Linked DNA regions of Mus musculus: region 2 is linked to region 1. Evidence: chromatin contacts called from public HiChIP or PLAC-seq data. All regions are on one chromosome and are shown on one strand. The core of a region is the stretch at or near the end of the contact, and the rest is flanking DNA. Distances in the headings are between cores, read along the strand shown.

What was found. HiChIP or PLAC-seq counts read pairs in DNA pulled down with a chosen protein or histone mark.
Region 2: a contact with region 1 is called in an H3K27ac HiChIP or PLAC-seq map of VIP interneurons, with 2.2 times the contacts expected there. The contact joins two enhancer-like sites. A contact is called at or near these places in 2 of 39 promoter capture datasets (the C10 cell line and the HPC-7 cell line), 1 of 484 Hi-C or Micro-C datasets (the N1E-115 cell line), 4 of 115 datasets of contacts at active chromatin or transcription factors (SST interneurons, VIP interneurons, embryonic basal ganglia and 1 more) and 1 of 9 other capture datasets (embryonic stem cells).

The regions. Positions count from the first base shown.
Region 1 is chr5:139,970,812-139,973,385 of GRCm38.p6, reverse strand. It overlaps Elfn1 (leucine rich repeat and fibronectin type III, extracellular 1), which reads right to left. Exons shown (of 2, transcript NM_001384186.1): 2 at 1-2,408. The coding sequence starts at 2,143. Among named protein-coding and RNA genes, the nearest start is that of Elfn1, 64 kb to the right of the region's middle. Within about 2 kb of position 1,280, at least 2 of the 459 cell types and tissues checked have an H3K27ac peak or open chromatin away from gene starts, as enhancers often do. A contact at or near this core is called in VIP interneurons, where this site is marked.
Region 2 is chr5:140,100,257-140,102,830 of GRCm38.p6, reverse strand. The region is part of intron 15 of Mad1l1 (MAD1 mitotic arrest deficient 1-like 1); the gene reads left to right. Among named protein-coding and RNA genes, the nearest start is that of Gm30492, 6.1 kb to the right of the region's middle. Within about 2 kb of position 1,305, at least 16 of the 459 cell types and tissues checked have an H3K27ac peak or open chromatin away from gene starts, as enhancers often do. A contact at or near this core is called in VIP interneurons, where this site is marked.

The sequences.
Region 1 (2,574 bases), core at 31-2,530:
CGGCAGGGTGAGAGCCGGGGTATGAGTGCCGATGCTCGCCGTACTGGCGACTCTTGTCGGCCTCCGCCCGCAGCACAGTGGCCGCGGGTGTCACAGTGAGGATGGTCTCGGGCACAGGTGAGCTTTTTTCAATGTACTTGGTCTCGGTGGCTGGGGCCTTATGTGTGCCGGTGGCCTCAGCCCGGAAGGTGCGAGGGCTGCGTGCAGAACCGCTGGATGAAGTGCTGGCCCTCGGGGGCCCGGGCGCAGCCTCCACACTGTGGTGCCGCTGCAGGCCACCATGGCCAAAGGCATCTTTGTATACAGGGGACAGGAAGCTGTGCTTGCTGGCCAGAGGCTCGGACAGCAGCACCAGCTGCGGCTCAGCCGCAGACACGGCCCCTGATTTGGCGCCCTGGAAGGAGGTGGACTCGGACTTGAGGGCGTCGATGCAGTTGTTAATGATCTGGTTGACTCTGTCCACTTCCTTGGCAATGGTGGAGATCTCCGCTACTGAGCTCTGGGGTTCACCTGGCCGGCTCAGCTCACAGCCTCTGCGCTCCTGCGGCTCCCCCGTGCGCACTTCAATGTAGTTCCCCTTGGTGGCCTTGGGGGTCTCGCTGCTCTCCACCAGCTTATACTGCTCCACGTCACTGGTGGCGGCTGGCAGGTAGGGTATTCGAGTCACAGCCTCAGGGCCAAGCAGCGGACCCTGGGTCAGGGGAGCCAGGCCAGGCGCCTCAATCTCAGGACCATACTTAAGCTCGATGATGGTTTTTTTCAAGCTGCCAGCTGCCGCTGCCACAGCCTTCTTGTGTTTCTCCTCTTGTCGCCTCCGCTTGCGCAGGCAGTAATAGACAGCGCCCAGAACCAGTACCATACCAAAGAGGCAGCCCAGGATGGTCATGATGTAGTGGGTGGCTGTGGAGGGGCTGGGCACGGGGCCCGGTGGGCTGGGCGGCTTGGGCAGGCAGATGGTAAGGCAGGTGTGGTTATGATGGGTGCCGGAGCTGGTAGAGACCACGCAGTATGTGTAGTTGGTGAGTGTGTAAAGATTGGTGAGGCGGATCTCCTCCTGAGGCTGGGTCAGCTTGGACACGGTGAACGATTTGCTGTTATTGTACTGCTCCAGCGTGTACATGCGGTTGAACGGGCTCGGCAGCTGCACCATGATGGTGGCCGAATTTTGGGTCAGCTGCTTGACCTTCATGGAGGGACGGGCCTCTGTCTGAGGGACCAGCGTAGTCAGGATCACCAGCGGCGTGGTGCCATCTCCGGAGAAGCACTCGTCATCAGCGCAGGGCATGTCACTAGGCTCTGGTGGAGGCGGAGGTGGCGAATGTCCCGGCTGTGACCGGCCTGGCACCGGACGGGGTGGGCCAAGCACCTCAGCAGTGTAGGAGCCCTCTGTGCACACAGACTGAAGCTTGCTAAGGATGCTACGTTGGTGGCCGTGGCGGCCCTGGCCCAGGAGGAAGTAGCCTGCGTAGACAGGAGGAGACTCACACTGCACCCGGTCATGGGTCTGTGTGGCGTTGGTGAAGGCAGCCAGCCAGCGCAGGAAACCCAGCAGCTCACAGGAGCAGTAGAAAGGGTTGCTGTAGATCTCACACACCGAGAGCTTGGTCAGGCCTGCGAAGGTGCCGCTGCCCAGCTGCTGGATGCGATTCATGGAGAGATCTATGTTGACGATGTTGGGACACTCCCAGAAGGCGCTGGCCATCACCACCTCGATGAGGTTGGCCTGTAGGTACAGGTACTCGAGCTTGCTCAGGCCCCGCAGCATGCCCTCCGTGAGGTTGCGCAGCCGGTTGTAGCCCAGCTGCAGCACCTGGAGGTTGAACTGGCCGGAGAAGGCCCCGTCCTCGATGTAGCCGATCTCGTTCTTGGTGAGGTTGAGGTATGTGAGGTTTCCGAAGCGGCTCAGGGAGGCGTACTGCACGCTGCGGATACGGTTCTCGTTAAGCCGCAGGTCCACGATGGTGTTGTTGATCTGTTGGGGGATGGCCTCATAGGGTGGCTGGTTCTGGCTGCAGATGGCCAACCACACGAAGCCTTTGTCACCCTCAATCAGCCAGCAGTCACCTTGGGCCAGCCCACCCGCGTGCAGTAACGTGGCGGCTGCCACAAGTACCCACGCTGTACCCCACCCGTGCCCAGCCATCTCGGGACACTGCCTGTGGGGATGGGGGGAGGGCTGGGCAGTGGGCCCCCCCAGGGGACTTAGGGGTGGGATGGATCACTGCCTGCACTGTCAGAGATGTCCTGTCCCAAGCTGCATGACGCAGGTGTCGGGAGGGAGAATGGCTCCCTCACTGCCCGCCGCCCTTTGTCGTCCTCCCCGGTCCCAAGGTGGCCACAGCCTGTTTTCCCATGGGCCTGTGTATCCTGGTGGCTTCGCCCGGTTCCTCTGCCTGAAGTACTCTCTGCTGCAAGAGAAAAGAGAAGAGAGTAAGTCACAGAAAAAAACCACATCCAAAGTCACTGGGTGACTGACTGAAGAATTCCGCTGAGCCACCCACCACTGTCTGCTGTGAAACAGAAACCATCATGCTTGTCCCAGATCATCAGGCTGGGCTGAGAGAGTCTGAGATC
Region 2 (2,574 bases), core at 56-2,555, 130 kb before region 1:
TGGAGGGGTCATCACAGTGGCTGAATGCAGACTTACCAAGTTGACGCACGCCATCCTTCCTGGGTTTCCTGGGTCATTGGCTGTTTGTACCATGACCTGTGTGCATTGCTAGGGTAGCTAGGGAATAGGAAACGGGTACTAAGGTGTACTTGTCTAATGGACACACGCCAACTGGCTGAATGGACGGCTGACTTATGATAGACAGCCCTGGCAGAGCTTCTGGGAGGTTAGACACTGTGGTGCAGGCCTCGAGTCTCAGCACTATAGTGGCTGTTCCGAGTTTCAGAGCCTAGGCTACATGGTGAGATCCTGTGGAAAGTATGGGGGCAGGTGTCTATAGGAAGACCTTACTTAGAGATGGGGAAACTAAGGCTGGCACAGAGGCAGATACAGGGATTGCCAGTCTCTGTCCTTAGATACCTTGTGCTTTCCCTAAAAGCAGGGACAGCTGCTTTATTACAGAGACCCCCCATGTTCCTCATAGCCTCCCATAAAGCCTCCACATAGTGCTTCTGATGAGCTAGGTCAGGACAGCTTGGTGTAGAGTCACCAAGGAGAGGCCTGCCAGGGGCTCTGCCCACCCTGCATGGTGACAAGTGAGGTTCCTCCATTTGAAACGTGGATGCCTCCTGGGTCCCACACTATAGGCTAAGGGCAGCCTCCATGGACTCGGGCCCTACTGCTTTTCCCCAGTGTTTTAACTGCAAGCGTTTTCAAGATAGAGAAGTAGAAAGAATTTTACAGTGAATGCCCACTTACCCACCACCTACATCCTGTCGGGAATGGCACACTTGTGGCTGTATGACATTCCTATCCATCCCTCTGCCATCCATTAGTTCGTTTTATTCTTTTGATGCATTTGAAACTAAATTGCAGACATCTGTATACTTCCTCTAAGCACTCGAGCATGCATGTAATTAAGCGAATTCATCTCTGGAATCTGACGCCCGGGCCCCCGCCGTCCCACAGTATCGCCTCATCATAGAGCAGAGCTCCTCCCTCCACCAGTGAGGCTGTGCCAGTGGACCCCAGTGCCAGGCCTCTGAGCTGGCACATTCCTCTCACAGTCAGGGGAGGCTAGGCTGGTGTCCATACCACCTTACAGTCCTTCTAAAGTGCTGCTCAGAACAGAGCCCAGACGGCTGCCCAGTGACATTTAAAATCAGAATATCTTTTTTGGAAATGGAGTGGGCAGAAAATTGCTGGGTTTCCTGCAAGCGGAAAGCTTTCTGAGCCTGCAGACGTCCCTGCTCCTGTCTGCGTCACAAGCAGCAGTGCGGTTAGGGTGCCCAGCCTTACTTCTTCCTGTGCCCACACCTGCCGCACATAGTTCTACAATTTCAGGATGTCACTTACCATGAGACACCCATGTCAGGCAAGACCCTAAGATAATGAAAAAAAACAAAAGAAGAAGAAGAACAACAACAACAACAGCATTGTCTGGATCCTTGAGCTCCAGGTTGTGCCAGCACAAGTCCCTTACCTGAGTGCTGAGTGACACTAAGGAGGTGGCATCAGTGCTCCCTGTGTGAAGGTCATGGATCATGGGAGACGTCAGAGCAGAGTGTTGGAGTGTCCTCTAGGAGCATCTCACACAGTCCCTGCCCACTGTGACTTCTCAGCCCAGTTCTTTCCCAAAGACCTGCACTGTCTGTGAGGCCCACAGAGCACCGCCCTTCTCTACGTCATGCAGTGGTGCCAACTGCACTGGCCAAGCCAGACACTCCTCTTGCTGCTGTCTTGAACTCACTCACTCTGCCTCACCCAGCTATGGCTAGCACTCCTGTCCTGCTTGGCGTAGCCATGGCCAGCACTCTCCTCTCTAGGTGTCCACAGAGACTGTGTTGTTGCAGCTTTTGACCCTCAATCCCTGCCCAGGTCTTCAGTGCAGCTCCCCATGGGCAATGGCCTACCCCTCTAGCAGACTTGGAGTCTTGATTACAGTCGTGGGAGTAGGGTGAACGTAGAGGCTCAGCATTGTCTACATGCCTGTTCTCCTTGCACCAGCATGTCAACTGATGTTTCTTAGTCTGGAGACCTCCTTTGTGTCCCTCTGGAACAGACCTGCTTTTGTCTTGTGTCATGCTCTATGCACTATTATGCATGGACAGTTTCTGTGTGGGAACTCCTTGTGGACCTTCGCCAGTCTTTCCTATTTTTTCCCTTCCCTTTTCTTCTTTGTAGTGTTCAGATTGTGCCCAGGGCCTTGGGTATGCTAGGTAAGTGCTCTACTGCTGACCCATGCTCCAGCCTTTACAGGGAGATTCTAGGCAGATGCTCTACCATTAAACTATATCCCCAGCCTTCTTTTTCTTTTTTATTGTGAGACAGGTTCTCACTATGTTACCCAGGTTGGCCTGAAAACCTGCTCTGTAGGCCAGGCAGGCCCTGAAGGACTTGTGATCTTCCTGTCTCAGATCCTGTGTGGCTGTGATACCAGGTCTCACCTCACACCCGACTATGCCTTAGTATTTTGCACAAAATAAGCATATGTCCCTCCTGACTCTGCCTTATACCGGGCTTGGGAGCTGGCCTTGACAGAGAGGTGCTCAGCATCTCTCCTGGCATGGCCTC